Linked DNA regions of Hordeum vulgare: regions 1 and 2 are each linked to region 3. A link is a contact called in public Hi-C data. All regions are on one chromosome and are shown on one strand. Each heading gives the region's core, a stretch centred on a gene start, on an enhancer-like site or on the middle of the called end of the contact. The rest is flanking DNA. Distances are from core to core; before and after follow the strand shown. Region 1 holds the start of LOC123430528. Region 2 holds the start of LOC123427230. Region 3 holds the start of LOC123427227 (BRCA1-associated RING domain protein 1).

Evidence for each region. Hi-C and Micro-C count contacts between places; a contact is called where the count stands out from the background.
Region 1: a Hi-C map of leaf shows a contact between it and region 3, with 4 times the contacts expected there. The contact joins the promoter of LOC123430528 here to the promoter of LOC123427227 in region 3. A contact is called at or near these places in 2 of 6 Hi-C or Micro-C datasets (leaf and seedling).
Region 2: a contact with region 3 is called in a Hi-C map of seedling, with 5 times the contacts expected there. The contact joins the promoter of LOC123427230 here to the promoter of LOC123427227 in region 3. A contact is called at or near these places in 4 of 6 Hi-C or Micro-C datasets (leaf and seedling) and 1 of 1 datasets of contacts at active chromatin or transcription factors (embryo).

Annotation. Positions count from the first base shown.
Region 1 is chr2H:557,652,008-557,655,107 of MorexV3_pseudomolecules_assembly, forward strand. LOC123430528 reads right to left here and starts at 1,622. Exons shown (of 1, transcript XM_045114393.1): 1 at 632-1,622. The coding sequence starts at 1,286. The coding sequence ends at 897.
Region 2 is chr2H:557,720,858-557,723,943 of MorexV3_pseudomolecules_assembly, forward strand. LOC123427230 reads left to right here and starts at 1,794. Exons shown (of 3, transcript XM_045111227.1): 1 at 1,794-2,092; 2 at 2,184-2,338; 3 at 2,792-3,086. The coding sequence starts at 1,924. The coding sequence ends at 2,953.
Region 3 is chr2H:557,510,870-557,513,942 of MorexV3_pseudomolecules_assembly, forward strand. It overlaps LOC123427227 (BRCA1-associated RING domain protein 1), which reads right to left and starts at 1,761. Exons shown (of 14, transcript XM_045111223.1): 1 at 1,559-1,761; 2 at 1,251-1,304; 3 at 1,100-1,170; 4 at 904-1,011; 5 at 521-789; 6 at 273-378; 7 at 132-190; 8 at 1-17. The coding sequence starts at 1,638.

The sequences.
Region 1 (3,100 bases), core at 372-2,871, 140 kb after region 3:
GTGGACGACGGATGGAAACCAAGATCGACCAGATCAGCAGCGATCCCCGTGTATTTAAATGCGAATCAGGTAGGCGCGCAAGAGCCAAAATACACTTGCTTATCATCGATCAATGGAAACAACAAGGACCAACTAATCAATCAAAGCTTCCCTACAAAGAAAAAACTCATCAAGGCCTCGTCCGGAAACGCGATGGGCCCAGGGTCCAGACCAGGAGAGACCGAACCGAACCACCTTGGTCCCTTGTGATCCAATCAACAAAATCTGACGGCTCACAAATCACACCGCTACATGTATCGTATCGTCACAACCAAAGCCTCTCACGCAGTGGGCGCCAGCCTTGCCCGTATTTATTACGGAGGAGCAGAGCTCCGAGCCAAACCAAACCGAACCGAACCGAGCCAAACCAAACCAAACCAAACCAAAGGGAAGGCGTCCATGCCCACCCAGACACGGAGACGGAAATAAAAACGGGGACCAACCACCGCGGCACGCCACGCCCGTTGCGTCGCCATACATGGCAAGATTTCCGCCGCGATCGATCCATTCATCCATCCATCCATCCATGGGCCTTTGCTATGGATGCAAGAAAATAAAGCGAGCAGGCATGAATGACACGCGAAACACGGTGGGAGTAGAAGTACTAGTAATGGAGGGAATTAAAGGCTCGCTAGCAGTGCCAATGCATCGACCGGATAGCGCTAAGTACAAGAGCAGCAACAACAGCAGGTTTTTCTCGCTAGATCTAGGAAAGAAGGCGACGGGAGGGGAAGGGAGGGGATGGGTGGGGTGGGAGGCGAGGCGAGCGACGAAACCGCTTTGTCTTGATGTGCTGCTGCCGTTGTTCCTCCTCCTCCTCCTTGGTGGCGGTGGCGGTGGGGGGGTGGACGGCGGCGTCACTCCTTTATCTGCAGCCAGCGGCCGAGCTGCGTGGGGTTGACGACGCCGGGGATGTGGGCCCCGTTGGTCATCAGCAGCCAGGACAGCTCGGCGTACCTCCTCTTCGGCTCGGGCTCGGGCCGCGGGGCCGCGGGGGCGGGAGGGTGGTGGTGGTGGCTCGGCTCGATCCGGCGGCCCAGGAGCGTGCCGTGGGTCAGGAACTCGTGGGCCAGGTTCCCGGCCAGCAGCTTGTTGTTGTTGTTGTTGCCGGCCCGAGCCGGCTTGGCGGACAGCTCGGCGGCTTTAGTTGGGGCCGGGGCCGGGGCGGGGCCCAGCTGCTGCAGCTCCCGCTCCTTGCGCTTGCCCAGTGCGATACGCGCCGCTTCCAGCTTCTCGCTCAGCGACATATCGACGGCCCGGACCCCCGCCACGTCAGCAGCGCCAGCCGAGGGGAGCCGTCGAAAAGCGGTTTCCGACGGGATATGTATGTATGTGTGTATGTGGAGGAGGCAAAGGAAAAGAAAGAAACAGTTTCCTCAAGAAAGGAAAACAAATCGGAGAGGGGGAAAAAAATCTCCAGGAGATTGATGGCCGTGGGGCCCACCGGGGGCAGGACGGTAACTTCACAGGGCGGAGGCCGAGCGAGAGGAGGGGAGGAAACGACGGACCGAGAGAAAGGTCGGAGGGGGAGAGCAGTGGAGGGGAGGAGGAGACGAGAGAGAATTCTTTCTGGGTTATAAGAGGAGGGGGGGCGTCAGGAGGGGGGCTGCCTCCTATTTATACTGGGGCGCCCCGGAGGGTGCCCCCGGGCTTTGGCGGGAATTACGTCCCTGCCACCGCGCTTTCCTGCAGGAGGGCCGCGGCCGAGGGCCCCGCTCGTGGTTGTGGGGGGCGGGAAGGGGCGGATGGGTAATTGCGTCCGGTGGTGGGAGTCGCGTGGAGATGGGGAGGGGCGGATGGAGAATTCCAGCGAGCGTGCCCTGGCGAAGGATTTGCAGCTGGTTCCGTTCGTGGGCCCACCCGGCAGTGGCGGCTGCGTGGGGGTTTTGGTGTGCGCGTTCTTTTTGGTGCCTCCGGCGCCTGCTGCTTGGGCCCGGATAGGCAGATAATCAACGCGCTCCTAATACAGTAGTATTTGTCCAGCCAAAATAACGCATTCCTGATAATTACTAGTATTACTAGTACATAAAATAAAATAAAAATCAACGCACTCCTATGATGATGCTTCATTTTCCTTGGCTGGTAAATCTACAAACTTGTTTTCGTTTCTCATCAGGTATGTGGTGTGTCCTCACATGATGAATACTCTTTGCATTTTGGAATATAATTCCACACAAGAACTTAGGTCGTGAGTTTAACTAATGGAACATGTATGGCAAATACATTTTCTACGACATATTAACACATTCTTTGTTAATCGAATCAAAGACCTGATTACCCGTGCTCGGTTTATATTTCCATCCGGAAAGATTATATTACTTTTTCGATGAAACAACAAGATGTCTCAGATGTCAACTAATACTAGCGGAGAAATAATCAGTAACATTCGGCCAACATGCCCATTCGAGAGAAATAATCAACAACTCTACCTACACGAGAAGCGATCTTCTTCAATATGATTTTGTTTTAGAAGAAATGGATATAGATGTGAAATAATTATCTATTAACAAATTCGCTATTTATTAACAAAAAAAACTAATTTGCTATTACCAAATTTTCTATTTTATATTAGATGTGAAATAATTATCTCGCATCTAAGTCCAAAGCCTTTGAATCTAGTCTCTTTTTAAGATTCTTGCAAATGTATTTTTCTGTTGTTTCTCCGCTTGCGCGACAGCCTGGTACTCCTTCCGTTTTTAAATATAAGTCTTTATAAAGATTTCGCTAGGGGACTACGTACGAAGCAAAATGAATGAACCTGTATACACTAAAATATGTCTATATACATTCGTATGTTATCCTGTAATAAAATCTTTTAAAAGGCTTATATTTATGAATGAAGGGAGTAGATGCTAGTTGTGGTCGACCCTTGTTTATTTGTTTTTGCTAACGTGGTGCATGCACACGTCTTGGAGCTGGCTCATGACTGTGTTTTTTTTCTTGTTTCTTTTTCTTCCTTTTTCATTTGTGTGTTTCAAATTCGTAAACTTCTTCACTTCATGATTTTTTTTATTTTTAACTTTTCTTTTTTCCTTATTTTTTATTTATTTTTACTTCATGA
Region 2 (3,086 bases), core at 544-3,043, 210 kb after region 3:
CCATAATAAGGATCATGCATGACATATAGTTGTAGTGAGACGAAGTGCTAGGGTACCCTTTCAAGATTCTTAAAACAACATATACCCTCAAAATAGGAATATCATTAGAGCATGTCGCCATTACCTAACATCAAAACATCACAACCCACAGGAAAAAATAGTGGATAGAACCAAAAATAGGAAATATTATCAGGAGGGGATCAATTGCAGCGGTGCACTTTATTACGATCACCAAGGAAATACTAAATTCAAGGTTCGCGAGTCATTAATTGATAGTAGCGCTTATACTTATGAGAAATTATGCAGAAGCACTCAAAAATGCATTCACACATTTGAAGACCTCGACGTGGTAGGATGGCTGCATAATTGTGGGGTTCTTTCTAATACAATTCTATAGCATATCACTAGCAGGCGATCTTGAGAACTATCTTGTATGTTATTTCTTGCACCAATTTAATTGAGATTATATAATGTGCATTGCTCATGTACCCAAACATCAACATGAAGCAGGATATGCTTCCATGACAACAGAACATCTTATCAACTAGAAGATCTTATATTCAAGAGCAAATGAAAATTAATGGACCACCATTAGAATAGCATATCTTGTTGCAATATATTATGACCGATATGTAGAAGAACTATTTGGAGTAATATAGTCAATTTAAGCCAACTATCATCAGATGCTCGGGAAAGCTTCTCATGTGTGTGCCATCTATTTTAGTCTTCTATTAGGAGTGTTTTAGCATCCTGATGGGAGTGGTTCAGCTACTGCATGCACAGTTCAGCATAATCAATCTATCGAGAATGATTAGCTTATTTATCCTCAGTAAGATATATGCCCCCCCCCCCCCATGAGAACTCCGTGGTTCATAAGAATAACCTCCCAATTGACGTATTTTTTAGAAGAATTTAGTATGTGTACATGTAATTTCGAGAGTTTCCATGAGAAAGTGGTTTTCGCCAGATATTTAGCCTTCTTCCATAGGATAACAGAGGCATCTAGTGTAACACACGGGTATCTTCCCACAAAAAAAAAAAAAAAAGGGGCATCTCTAACCCCCCGCCACCCACTATCTCTTTACCCTTTTTTTTATGTATTTTGCGTTTTTTCTTCCCAACATTGCGTCCTCTACAATTTCTCTTGGCAATAAACGGCAGCTCACTTGTCGTCTCGTAAAAAAAAGAAAAACATGGCAAATGCTAGTGTGGCATGCTTATTAATTTAACCCGTGCAGAAAATAACTAACTTAAGAATACCTTTCGTCAAGATGGTGGTGTCTGAAAGATCTTCATCACAAGGTCATCAGAGTAAGCAGTTGCAAGCAATGTCTTCAGCACGGCACTCTTAATCTGCTACGGGCCAGTCTTGCGCACAGTACGTGTCTATGCAGTTAGTTCATCTCAGGTCCTTCAGCTAGCTTCAAGACGTACATCAAACTGTGGCAGACCCAGACACACATCTTAATCACCTGCCTGGATGGATGAAGCCGCCATTCCATCAAACAGTTGGCCTGCGCCAAGGGGCTGACCTCCTGCCGCCTCCTCCCGTTGCTACTCCACAATCCGCACCCCGCAGCATGCAGCAACGATCAATGGCCTTGCGGCGGAGGCGATGGGGAGGATGATGGGGACGGCGAGCCGACCACGCGCTTCTCCTTGCCGGCGGTGGAGCCTGGAGGCGATTTGTTGAGTGTAATTACATGACTGGCCCTGTCTCTGTCTGTGGTACGTACTACATACGTACTGTACAAGATGCGAGTACAACAATCGAAAAAAGAAAAGCGTCCTCCCATTTCCCAGATTGCCCCCAATCCGTCCGTGGCCGCGCGTCCGCCGGTGGCCGGGGGTTCTAATCCGACCGATTCCCAGCCCCAATTCCTCGCTGGAAGACCCCGCAGCTCCACGACAGCGCGGGCAGACATGGCGCCCGTGCTACCTGCGCCGGCGGCGGCCCCTCCCTCCTTCTGCCGCGTCTCTCTCCCGGCCCGCAGCGCCTTCCCCTCCCCCTCCCCCTCCCCCGTCAGAAACAACCTTCGCAGGTTTGCGGCCAGGAGCGGCGGCGGCGGCGGGCGTCCCGAGCCCAAAGCAGGTACGCGCACCTCCTCATGCGCAGGTCGGGAGAGGCGTGTCGGGCTGGGTCTCTTACCCCGTCCTCCGTTGTTCTGCTGCCCATGTGCCAGGTGACGATGAGAGCAAGGCCGTCCTCGACGCCTTCTTCCTCGGGAAGGCCCTGGCGGAGGCGCTGACGGAGAGGGCCGAGTCGGTGGTGGGCGAGGTGTTCAGCGTCGTCGGGCAGTGGCAGGCGGAGCAGCAGAAGCAGGTCCAGGAATTCCAGGTACGGCACAACCCCGGCCCTTGCTTTGCTCCCCATGGGTATTAGGGATATACATATACTACTAGCGTGTAGCAAAGCGTCGGCATGGAATTCTAGAAGAGGCTTTACCTTCAATCCAGCTAGCTACTGGAGAACTAGATGTGTTCCTTAGGCCAGCTGATGGCAGATAGGCCTGTGAATTCTCAGTGGCAACTCGTAAGCTCTTGTACATTCAGATTTCAAACAACTAAAAAACTAAAGTATGTATGTTATTCTTCTACATCCAGATGTGCACCGCTTGTAACCTTTTGATTGCACATAATCCAACCGCTTTCCACCGTTAACCATCATTATCTATGGCTCCATAATGTATAGCCACAATTTATTGTAGGCATGCACTTAATTATCTTCTCTAAACCTCACAGAACACCACTCACTTCTAAAATGCCCTTTGGGCGATAATTGTTAATACAGGAGGAAGTAGTTCAGAGAGCCCAAAAGGCCAAGGAAAGAGCTGCTGAGGAGGTCGTTGATGATAATAAGGGGCCAAAGACTCTAAAGGGACCTTCAACAACCATTGTGACGCCTGCACCTACATCCCCTACTTCTCCTACCATTCCCACACAGGGAGAATAGTTATAAGCGGCGATGAAGAGTTAGTGCTTCATGTAGACTCACTTTTGTGCTCCAAGAAAGCGAAGAAATTCTCCTATGAGATATGTATTGATCAAGTTGTCCTTTCTTTGATAGTGAATATCCAGCATGTCAA
Region 3 (3,073 bases), core at 511-3,010:
AAGAAAGGGCCGGTACACTGTGAGTTTTAAAAAGTACATTAGATTGTGCAGTACACAAACAGTCAGTGGCATGGCTAGTCAAACACTTGCGGGTGAATACAACACAGATCAAAAATTCCCCATTGTCTGACCTGACTAATTTCCGAAGTGTGACAAAACTCACATTTCCATCCAGTCATACTTGGTTGTTCTGCATTGATGTTTGGAATCACATTAGTGCCTTCCATTTTTGGAAATTCAAAGAGGTGACTGGTTAGAAACAAAATGCTTACTTTCACTCTGATCTGAGGACTTTTGCCTCTTCAGCCCTCTGGTATGATCATCTGTTACATTCGGCCCTCTTTTCAACGTACTCTGAGGAGGTGATCCGCTTGTTATCTGAGAGGATGACCAATTTCAGGAGTGGGATTTTTATTATAAAGAGGACATACCAGATGCAAAGAGAGAGAAAAGAAAATTCGCTTGTAGAAACAAGCTATTATTAACAAACAAAGTTCATCTGCATGAGATAGAATATTACCAACTCTCCTTCAAGGTAGTTGCTGTCACATTCCAGATCCCCAGAGCCATTAGGAGTTTGAGACCCACACGGCCCTGTCTGTACAATAACCGTGGGCTCAACTTTCACATCATCAGTTCTGTTTCCTGGTGCAGGATCCATTGCTTGTGCACCGTCTACATTTTCATTTGCAGGTCCAGCTGATTGGTTACATGGCAGCAATGAAGTAACCAAGTTGTAAGAACTTGTCGTTCCTGATTCTGGAGTTTGTTGAGATGCGACCTTTGCAACTGACAAAACAAAGGGTTTTCCAAATCAATCAACATATTATGGCCTCACGGATAGTAGAAACCTTGTGCTTGTTATTCTGACAGCACAAAAACAGGAATTGGTCGACAGTGTACCAGGAATGGCTGCTTGATTCCCGAGCTCCAGAGACATGCTGCTGACCGTAGAGCTGATGCTCCTCTGAATGTTCACCAATGCCTCAATTTGAGAAGCGGGCCTTAAATCTGCAAGCGGTTTTTGGTAGTATCAGGTGAGTAATTGGTCAAAGCCAAAACTCGGTAATCACAAACACCTCAGTTTACCAATTTATACCTTGAGGGTGATAGGCTAGTTTGCAAATGGCGCAGCTGTGGCCATTCATAGCCTGCGTAGTGGCGCATTTGCTGAAAGAATTCAAGAGGTTCGTCACAAGGAGGTATGAGTAGAGAGAATGGCACGTAGGTTAGGTTGTCAGGGTAGTAACCTGCAGCAGGTGTGGCAACACGGCAGCATCGTAGGCGCGCTGAGCAACTTCAGGCTGCCAAAAAAAAAAGAGATGGTCAGCCGTCACAGATCAAGCGCTCACCAGATCCAACTATGGCAAAGTTCGCTTCTTTGTATGCAGGGGTTGTCGGTGCTCGTATTACGGATGACACAGTTCCGATCTACAGGCTTATTATAGCTCTAGTCAAATCATAGAAAAGCTCTGGCCTCAATCCGCATCTGGATCCGTAGAACATAGATGCGGAGTGGGGCGGGGTGGGGGGGAGGGGAGGCGGAGGTGGCGTGTACCAGACGGGGCAGGTGAGCTCCAGCTCCATCTTCTGCACGTTGAGCTTGAGCGGGTTGACGAACCTCCTCATGCCCTCCATCTCCGCCGCCGCTCACGACCACGCTCCTGGGTAGCGCTCTCCAGACGAAGAAGGGTTGTGCTGTGATGGCGCGAGGTCGCTGGCTCTGGAGCCGGTGAAATACCCTGGGTGGCCTCTGGAAATGGGGGGGAGAAGTGGCGCCGGCGGGAAGGTGGAACTGTTTTGAGGGCGCGTGGACGGACGCGGCTCGGAATCGGGCGCCATTCGCGGGAAAATTTCAGCTTCTGGTGGGAAAAGTGGGGGGCTCCTCCTCCTTGGGTAGCCTAGCCGCGTAGGATCGGCGGCGGACAGGGGAGCTCCTAATTGGCGCTGCTGGCGTCAATTCGGTAAGCTGGCGCTCACAGCCCCGAGGTCGTGGGCTGGCCCAACAAGCAATGTCACTCGTCGGCTTCCATTCGCTGGATCGCAACCTACTGTTGATCGGTCAAGTTCTCACAAAAAATTTACTATTGATCGGTCGAACTGTTTGACCATTGACATCTCAAAAACTGACATAAAAAATTTCATTGACTCGAAAAATAGTTTAAAAAGTAAAAAAAGTTCATCAAATTTTAAAAAAAATCATCCATTTTGAAAAGGTTCATCAAACTTTTTAAAGACACATCGAGTTTGAAAAAAAGTCATTGATTTTGAAAAGAAGTTCATCCTATTTTAAAAAATACATCAAGTTTGAAAAAGTTCATTGAATTTTAAAAAAATCATCGAGTCTGAATAAAATTCATTGAATTTTCAAAAAAAATATAAATTTTGAAAAGAGTTCACATATTTTCAAAAAAAAATCATCAATTCTAAAAAAAATCATCAATTTTAAAAAAAACATCAATTTTTTAAAAAAATCATCAATTTTGGAAAAAGGATCATCGAATCCGGAAAAGGTTCATCAATGTTGGAAAAAAGATCAACGTATCCAAAAAAAATTCATCAAAATTGAAAATTCATTCAAATGAGGAAAAGGGATAAAAAAATAAAGACCCGAGTAAAAACCATTCTAAATAAGAAAAAAAGTAAAATAAGTCATAAAAAGAAAAGAGTGTTCAAAGGAATAGGAGGTGATGTAGGTCGTGTGGCTAGCGCGTTGTGCGAACGACCAGGAGGTCCTTGATTCGAATACCAAGAGACACGTTGAAGTTTTCTGTTCCACAAAGAAAAAAAGGCAAGATGGGCCGAGCCCAACTAGACGCGCCTTCAGGCGCCTGTTCGCAAACGGGCGCTTAAGCATCAAATAGGAAACACCGACGGACAGTACGAAACCTTAGCGCAACCAGAGGCCCAGAGCTGGCTACTTGGGTCGTGCCAGCTAGGCCGGCCTGCTAGCACGCTTGGCACGGCTCGTGGCACGTTTGGGACTGTGTTGGGCCTAGAGGCTGGGTACGCGGGCCGACAGAGCATGACACGTTTGTTTTATTTTTACTTGAATATTTTTATATATGTGACC